2 separate regions of the Mus musculus genome follow, and region 1 is linked to region 2. A link is a contact called in public Hi-C data. All regions are on one chromosome and are shown on one strand. The core of a region is the stretch at or near the end of the contact, and the rest is flanking DNA. Distances in the headings are between cores, read along the strand shown.

Region 1 (4,709 bases), core at 729-3,228, 260 kb before region 2:
TGTTCATCTGGGGCCACAGCACACATCTCTGTAGGACTCACATATGTGTCCCTAAGCAGTTCATGGGTTGCTTCTACTGTTTTCCCACTTGAGACAATATGTGGCTGCCATTATCCTTCACACAGTTGGCTTGTGACTTGCTCACACAGGCTTATAAAGTGCTTGGCAGGACGCCCGCACGATCATATGGAAAAAGAAGAATCTAAAACTCACGCACAATGTCTGGATCACAGTATCGACACTCACAACTCAACATACTCTCTTAGTCATTTTTTTCTTTATGTATGAATAATAAATAACTTTTGAAAATGGGAATTATGACACACATGAGATTTTTTTAATTTAATTTTTACTTCATGTGTACCAATGTTTTGCCTGCATGTGCATCTGTGCCTGGTGTCTGTGGAGGCCAGAAGAGGGCATCTGATACTCTGGAACAGGAGTTAGATGTGGTTGTGAGCCACTGTGTAGGTGCTGGGAATTGAACTCAGGACCTCTGGAAGAGCAGCCAGTGCTCTTAACCACTGAGCCATCTCTCCAGCCACTACACCTAAGAATTTGAATCTGTATTTGTTCAGGCCTCGTGTTGTATAAACGTGTGATCCTTTGGACACCTCTGTATTCACGTAAACTATATTGTTCTCAAACAGCTTTTCCCCTCTCGGCCTCCAGCCAGGTGTGTTCCTTTCTCATCTACCTGACAAAACCTACAGCCTCGTCTATATTAATTTTCTTCCTGTCAATAGGTTCAGTCTTTGCTACATGGATTGCGTAATTCACTGCTTGATCGACGCTCTTGTCTTTCTAATAATTCTGACCACTGTCTTGTTCCTGGCCACAGTGTCAGTCCTCAAGACCAACAACTATGTCTCACACGTAGCACGTGCTCAGTAAACATGTGAAGGTTTTCGGAGCGCTCCCTAAGGGCTTGGACTCTTCCCCCTTCTTTCTTGTTCTTTCTATGCATCAGTAAGAGCACCCCAGGCTCAGGAGAGGATTCGAGTCGATGCCTTAGAAAGGCTGGAGGCTCTCTGCCTGTAACTTCCTAATTCTGTTCTACCATCCCTTGGTGGTGCATGCGAGATCTTTGAGATGCACTGATGCAGGGCCGGAAGTATCCTGGGCCTTCCTGGGGCTTACTGACAGTGGGTCATCCTAGGATATGAATGATTCAGGCATCAAAGAAGCAATAATGAGATTTGAACCCTCCTTTGTATTCTATGTTCAAGGCTTTAAAATAAATACAGCAGCCTTTAAAAGAAAAATTAGGCTAGGTGGGATTATAAATTAACACATTTAATTTTCTATCACTAAAATGGCAAAAATGATTTTTCCAGACTCCATTTTATAATGTCCATTACTATTCTCAAACACAAGGTCACACACACACACACACACACACAGCTTTTGTGCAACTTGTCTATATTAATGATGTGCTAAGATCATTTCTGAGTTATTTACCAGTTCTATCTTACAGTTAAAGTGTGCCCGAGGGGAGAGGAAACAGGGCCTTGGGGCTTATCTTTCGATTTGCCATACCCTTACTACCCCTTCTTGGCCCCGCCCACTCCCGACAGCCCTTTCTCACCCAGACCTCACACTTACTCAGCTGTGTTGATTCTAACACACCATTCTCCCTCTCCGAGCTGCTTTCCCTCATTTGTTCTTGCACTGTGGCTTCCCACCAGCTGTGAAAATCCTGTCAGCACCAGCACCCGCTCTGTATGCCAGCGAGTGGAGAAAACTGCAGGTTCCTTCTATGGCACCAGCCTCTATCTCTTGCCAGATCCTTCGGCTTCAACAGCAGCCCAGGGGCATCCAACCACCAGGGAAACAGACATATCCTCCAGAAAGCCTTTCTGCCGGAGAAGCACGGTCACCACCAGAGGGAGTGCATCTGCTCTTCTGGCCTCAGAGTGAACTTGATCACTCTGTGGCTCTTCTGATGAGATGCTATAGGGATAAGCGGTACTGAAATGCTCTCCCTCACCAGGGACTGTCAGTTGGAGGAGTCTAGTTCCCAGTGCGAGGGCAAGCCTGGGAACAGCTCAAAGCAGGTCCCATTTCCCACAGTGCCTCATCTACTGCATCTTAGACAAGGAAACCAAGAAGACCCTCTCCGTGGAAGATCCAAAGGGACACCGGGGGACGCATCTTCAGATTGTGCATGAGTATGCGGGCAGAGGGAAGGACCCTGCAGGCTGGACCTTATCGTGTAGAACCCCTCCCTGCAGCTCCAGAGCGCCCCCTGGTGCCTTCTGGGCCACTGACTTCCCCCAGTCTCACTGGAATACGCCTTGTTTATTTTACAGCCCTCTGCTGTCTGGCATTTCCCCCTGCTATTTACACACCAGGGCCCTGTAAGGACACATGGTTGGTTTTTAGAAGCTTCCTCCTCAAAGCTTCAAAGGAAAACCTCAATTTTGGCATTTCCTAGAAAAAACGATTTAATGTTTCTTCTTGAGGCTCAGGCTGTTGGAACAAAACCAAAAGCTAGGGTCCCCGCAGCACTTGGCACCGCGCCTGTGCTCCTGGGAGCTAGAGGTGCCACTTGGTCCTTGCAGCACAGAGAAGGGATGTTACTGCCCCCATTTCACAGATGTGAAACTGAGGGTGCCTGGGGGTGGGGGTGGAGTGGGGCAGCTGCTGGCAGATCCAGGGAACACAAGCAGAGAGTGAAGTTGGGTCTGTCCCCAGAAGCTCTGCCTCCTGAGTCCCAGTCCCCAGCAGCAGGCTTGCTTTCTACTGTCCAAATCTCCTACGATGTGACAGTCACAGTTTTCTGGAGTACAGCACTCTTGTGATGCTCAGATTTTCTTTGATTCTCTGCATAAATTTACTATGAAATCTTGTGATTTAAGAGGCTACTCTCTCCTTACTGTTTTTTTCTCTCTTTTTTTTTTTAAAGAACTCTGTGTTGGCAGAGTGCTTCCTGGTTTTGTTTCTGATTTTTGCAGTGCTAGGGTTTAATCTGGGCATTTTGAATTCTAGAAAAGATCTCATCCACAGAGCCACAGCCCAACCTTAGAAAAGTTCGTATTTCATAAATGAAGGTCTCCTAGCAGAGTATAGGTATTCCTCAGATAACATCATCAGGAATGTCCAGAATGTTGCTCCTGCCTACAGTGAATACAAACAATTGTTTGTTCAATCTAGTTTGGGGCTAACAAGAATATAATTAAGGCACTTTCAGCTGGTCTGCCTCTCTGGGGAACATCCGGGTTCTCTATGTTCCTTTGGTAAGCTATTAGTCAGGATGGGATGGCCACTATATACTGCCCCAAGTTTCTAGATCAAATCTATAAGTCCTGACAGGCCCAGCCCTGCTTCTCTTTAGGACACACAAAGTTTTGCCAAATACACAGACTACTAGATATACATATAGTTCCCTCTGGGGTCATCTGCTCCCCAAGAGACTTGTTAAAGTGGGACACTATTCTTGAGCTAAATTATCAATCAAAAGTATTCTTCTTTCTGGTATGGCTGCTTTCCACAGATAATGAAATCCCATCAACTTCCTCTAAAGAAAACGTGACCTACATAAAAATGAATAGCAATTAATTCTCAGCTGCAATCTTCAGAGGCTGGAGCTGAGCTAGAGCCCAGAGTCCTAGGAGCCCACTCCATCTTGATTGGGAGGCTGTAGCAGGTAAAGGGACCTTGAGGGACAGGCCCCAAGTATGAAATGATAGCACGAAGGGAAAGGGGTCAGAGCCAAAGAAGAACAGGCAGAATCCAGCACCCAGAGCGCCAGAATATCAGTTCCAGGCCAGGCCTGCTACCAAGAACCCAGAAGAACTCTTTAGATCAATCACAGAAGAATGATTTTTGTAGATGGTGCTTTCTTACCAGGGTGCTAGAGGTAGAATGTATCACAGCCATGTCATCACCTTCAGAGATGGATGTAGTCCATCAGCATGCCCAACGGCTACGTGGTCTCTGCCACCTAAACTTGCTCTTTGGGTTACATTCCTCACTCGAAAGTGAGATGCTTCGGTGGTAACTGTCCCAAGAGGGTCTCCATGAGAATACATTCTTTCCATGAAAGAACAGGTTAGGAGTGGGGGTGCACTTAGGGGAGGGGTGAAACAGGATCTCAAGTCCAGCTTAGGCAACATGGCAAGATGCTCTCTCAAAAACACAGCAGAGACAAATGAGGGAACTAGGCAACAACCGACCGAAGATGCAGGGTCCAGACTCTGGCTTGATCTTGACTGAATTCCTTAAGACTCTGAACCTGTCTGCATCTCCCTTCTCCCAACAGTAAAACCAGAAGCCAGTTATGATGATAGTGCACACACCTGAAGAGCGAGGGCAGGCTGTGTATCTACTTGCTCCTGACACAAGGCAAGCCCAGAGAAGTTCTGACTATGCTAAAGGATAACCAGGGTAGACCTGGGGTTCTCATTCTAGAGTATCTGCCTAAAGTGAAAACCTGAGTGGTTGTTCTAGAAAATCAACCCAATGTTCTTGGTGGAGAATCATCCACCTACTGTAACCCACCCAGAAGGCAGTCACTACTCAGCCACCAGCTCTGGACACATGGAGATGTCGAGGTTGCGAATTGCATGGGCTCATGTGTAAGACAGTCTGGAGGAGGCAAGATTCTGGGTGTGGAAAACAGACCTAGGGGCCAGTGGGTGGGAATGGGACGCCCATGAGAGAGGCTTTGTGAGGCAGAAGACCTGTTCTGTCTCGACTGAGATGAA
Region 2 (4,606 bases), core at 1,691-4,190:
TTTGAGCTGTATTGAGACAGTGTCTTGCTGAGCCCCCAGACTGGCCTTGAATTCATGATCCTCCTGCCTCAGCCTCCCAAGTGTTGGGGTTATAGACACGTATCACCCCCACCCAGCTATAAGTCACCAGCTTTATTATCTCCTGACAGCCTGATGAGCTGCCCCTGGAAGACCATATCTGACTGACAAATAGTGATTAAGCAGGCATTTTTCACAAAAGCACTGGAAGATCTCTCAACAATGCTGCAAGTGGGTGCCAGACCGAAGACAGACCTCCCGACAGTCAAAGTATTATGAGGCCTGGGTCTGCCTCCCTTCACCACTCACCTCTGTAGGACCGGGCTCCTCTTCTGAACCTCCCATGTATTCCCTGCAAAGAGACCAGAATGGAGGAATGGTCAGCAAGAGCTGGGGAAAGACCAACCAGAGTCTTCCAACCAGCTGCTACCTAAGGAGACATAGAATACCCTTTCTTACCTTTTTGTCAAATTACCTGCTCTTCCTACGTGCCTAACACCCATCCCCGGGGCCATGAAGAACTTCTTGCACAACAGAAATGCTTCTTATTCATGTCATCCAGTGTGGCAGACACTAATGTCACATGGCCACAGACTGCTTAAAATGTAGCCAGGGCGACTGATAAACTGGAATTCCGATTTGATTTAGTTCATTTTAAATTTTAAGTTATCGGCACATGGCTAGTGGATTTAAATAAAGCCACAGGTCCTTGTGTCTTTCATGAAGACATTGGGATCCTCCCTTCTCTATCAATCCTGTGCCTGAGCACTGTGTACCCTAACTCTAACCCTATCCCTAACCCCTAACTCTATCCCCAACCCTAACCCCTAACCCTATCCCTTAACCCTAACCCCTAACTATCCCTAAACTGGTTCTTAACCTCAACCCCAACCTTAACCCCTAACCCTATCCCTAACCCTATTCCTAACCCTATTCCTAACCCTAACCCCAACCCCAACCCTAAACCCTAACCGCTAACCCCTAACCGAGTTCTAGATGCACTTCCCACAGCTCAGGTAAGCTTGGCCATATGTATATCGTATATCGTGCTCTGTGTTGAGGTGAGGTTTTGGCAAGTGAGTACAGCCTCTGTCCCCATCAGCTAACCTGCTTCCGTGGCTCAGAATGCCTGTCTTTTCTTAGTACCCTATGGGTGAATTCAAATGCATTTCCTCCCCCCACCCCGCCCCCCACCCATTCTGGGGATCACACCCTAGGCCCTGTGCAGGTTCTTTTTTCACTGAGTTTCAACCCTAGCCATGGAGTCTTTGAAGTCTATGTCAACAAGGTCTCAAACTTGTGACCTTCCTGCCTCAGCCTCCTGGTTGGTGGGAATGCACATGTGCGTGCACTACCGTACTCGTGCAAAGACACTTTTTCACATAATGGCTCCAAAGCAGGGAGGGGCACAAGTTAAGAATGGCTTTAAGCCAGAGGCGTGGCCAGATTCTACTTCTAGAACTCAAATCCTTAGTATCCTACCCACAGGGGAGTGCGCGCTATGTGTCTGATCACTCCTGGGAACGTGTCCTACACCCTGAGGTGCTTGGGCGCATGGAGACTCCTGGTTACACCACCGTTATCTGTAAGTTTGGAGACCCAATGTGGTGAGGCAGGGAGGTAGACCCACCTGGTCAGGCAATGGGAAAGCCAGTCCACAAAGCAGCAGTACACACAGCAGCTCTCTCTTCATTTTGCTCCCCGTTTCTTCTGTGTCCCTTAAGTTTTGGAAGACAAATAAAAGCAATGAAGCACGTGATGTGGGCGGGCAAAGGATCAAAGGACATCCAGGTCTGTCGCTTCATTTCAGGTGACCCATCCAGCAATGACTCTTGCAGACATTGTCTGGAAGATTTCACACACATCTGTGCCTGTCTGTCTAAATGGGGGGTGGAGGGGTGGGAGGAGAGATTTTGTGTGTGTGTATGTGTGTACATGCATGTGTGTGAAAAGTATACAACAGCATTACATTTACCACCTAAGTATTCAATATTCAGCTTAGTGGTATTCAACATATACAAACCGCTATGAACTCAACCCACCATCACATCCGTCTCCAGAGAGTCATCACAGTGAATTCAAATCCCTTAGCCATTGAAGAATGGCTCTTTGTTCTCCTGACCCTTGGCTGCCACCACCCTTGCTTCGTCTGTAACTTTGACTATCTGTATGTGTTATAGATGTGGAATCATATAGTGTCCATCCTTTTTACATCTTTGTAGGTGTAGACCTCTTAGAGTGATATCCTGAAGGGTCAGCCACACTGTAGAGTTCTTGCCCTTTTTTTGAGCCTGAACAATAGCCCATTGTCTGCTGAGACCCCATTTTGCTTGCCTCGTAATCTGCTGATAGATAGTGATTGCTACAAGTAGCTCTTCCCAGAGATTCCTGTAGGCTGCAGGGTAGGAGCCATCTCTGGTGCTTCACCTGGACCTGGCTTCCTGAGAAGAAATTCCTGTCCAGGGCTGAGCTAGGAGTCACATCACTGTCCTGTCTGACTCTCTCAGAAGCAGCTGCAGGAATTCTATTCCTGGCAAGTCATGGTGCCTGGTCAAGCTGCCTCATGTGTCCCCAGCCTTGGTGACTGCAATGGCTAATGCTGCATCTGGGGCAGGGCCTCCCTCTTCCACCAAAGGGAAGGCTCCCTCCACGTTGCCCCCCCCCCCCCGTTCCCTCTGGAATATCCGTCTCCTTTTATGTAGACTCACAGATCTGGTGATGAGCAGATCTGCAAACATTGTCTGGTTACTGAACTCACATTTCCCTTGATCCCCAATCCAATTTCCACTTGCCTTCCCAGTGATTTCGGTTTTCGGTCTGAAAGTAGGTTAGTTGGCCTGGATCTTTTGTGGTCTGGCAAGCCCTCTCACTCCCCCGTTGTCCACAACATCAAAGCAGGACTTTCCTTTCTCTGACTCATTTCCCCTTCAGTCACAACAACTCTTGATTCCCACCACTAGCCACTCAGGGCCCCTGTGCCCACTGGCTCAGAAGTCAGCAGGATCCATCTTGCCTGGAGCCAGCAGGCTCTGGCTTCTCTGAGTTTTGAGGATGCCATCTCGCCTCTTCATGTGGCCCAAGATCCCTTCAGCTTCAAGATGAAAACAGAAAGGGGGAGGTGTTGTGAGGAGGAACTGAGCTGGGAGACCACTAACTTCTGGGTTCATCTGGGGCTGCTGGGACAGTGGACAGAGCTACAGGGAGATGGTAGTGATGTCAGGCACAAGGCACAGAGCTAAAGTGGTCCAATAAGAAAGTGCACAGTGGGGTGATGGTGGCAGGCAGGGGAGGAAAGAGAGCCACTGTAGTGGGAACAAAGAACCTCAGAGGAAGGAGGAGTACAGAGCCCCAAGGGAGGGAACACAAGGCTGTGGGGGAGAGAGTAGGGGTGCTGGGTACGGGGAAAGGAACAAAGTTGTCCTGTGAGAAAACCCAGGTCATGGGCTCACAAGGAGTCCTGCCCTGCTGGACCCACCCTCCATGACTATCCCCCATTGCAGGAGCAGAAGAGCTTCCAGGATCTTTGCTTGTTTTGATCTGCCTTATCGTGGTGGACTCGGGGGTTCTGGAAGCCTTTCCTCACTGGAGGGCCCTCTGGGCTAGCACCTGCCTGCCTTTTGGCAATCCCAGAAGGACACAAGTAACAATGGAGGCCGGCCAGACTCCTCCTTTCTCAGCTTTCTTTAACTTTTCCCTTTCCCAGGTTCCTCAACCTTCCACTTAAATTCACCCTTAATTCTATGTCAGTAGGACTGAGTTTAGATGTAGAGGTAACTCTCCCTGGTTTTCTTGCCTTTGTTACCTGGTAACCGTGGGATGAGAAGAAACCAAACACTATTGCAGGTGTGATTCAGAGACACACCCCCTCTTTTTCAAACCAATCAGCCCATTCAGGGGCATTTTCTGAGTCTTTGTTCTAGACACCTCCTAAGTTACTGGGGTTGTTTTTGTGTCCCTCCAAGATAGGATCTTGCTATGTAGCCAGTGTGGTCTTGATGACAGGGAAATTAGTCCACCCTGTTTCAGCCCCTGGAATGCTGGGTTTCTTGGTTGCTTTTCTATTGCTGTGAAGAGACACTGTGCCAAGTCCGAGGCAACTTAATAAAAGAAAGCATTTAACTATGGGATTGCTTACAGTTTCAGAGACTGAGTCAGTCCGTGGCTGGCATGTTAGAGGGCACAGCATTAAGCAGGCCTAGCTCTAGAGAAGTAGCTGAGAGCTTACTGGGAATAGTGTGGGATTTTTAAACCTCAAAGTCCACCTCCAAGCATCCAAACCATCACACTGGGATTGGGATTACAGGAATTCCCCACCATGTCCTGCTAACTCAAGGCTCTCTAGATGTCAAGTTAAATGCAGAGCAAAAGTACATCACTGGTACATGTTCCCACCCTCTTCCTCCCAAGGCTCCATCAGCTGCATCATGGGAGGCTCCTGCTCACAGGAGGGACAGGAGCTCAGGTGCTAAGGACTTGTCACCTATCTCTATCTGGGCTTTGGATGGCTGGGCCTTGAGCCAGTAATGATGAGTTGCACATAAGCTAATAAGTAACTGCCTCTACCCACACTCCATGCAGACAATCACAG

What was found. A called contact is a pair of places that touch in the nucleus more often than the background predicts.
Region 1: a Hi-C map of muscle stem cells shows a contact between it and region 2, with 4 times the contacts expected there. The contact joins two enhancer-like sites. A contact is called at or near these places in 5 of 39 promoter capture datasets (embryonic stem cells, liver, pre-B cells and 1 more), 1 of 484 Hi-C or Micro-C datasets (muscle stem cells) and 1 of 9 other capture datasets (adipose tissue).

Annotation. Positions count from the first base shown.
Region 1 is chr8:23,025,625-23,030,333 of GRCm38.p6, reverse strand. All of the region lies in intron 1 of Ank1 (ankyrin 1, erythroid), which reads right to left. Among named protein-coding and RNA genes, the nearest start is that of Gm51563, 9.1 kb to the left of the region's middle. Within about 2 kb of position 1,978, at least 125 of the 459 cell types and tissues checked have an H3K27ac peak or open chromatin away from gene starts, as enhancers often do. A contact at or near this core is called in muscle stem cells, where this site is marked.
Region 2 is chr8:22,764,210-22,768,815 of GRCm38.p6, reverse strand. It overlaps Plat (plasminogen activator, tissue), which reads right to left. Exons shown (of 14, transcript NM_008872.3): 2 at 1,649-1,736; 3 at 328-370. The coding sequence starts at 1,711. Among named protein-coding and RNA genes, the nearest start is that of Plat, 8.8 kb to the right of the region's middle. Within about 2 kb of position 2,940, at least 92 of the 459 cell types and tissues checked have an H3K27ac peak or open chromatin away from gene starts, as enhancers often do. A contact at or near this core is called in muscle stem cells, where this site is marked.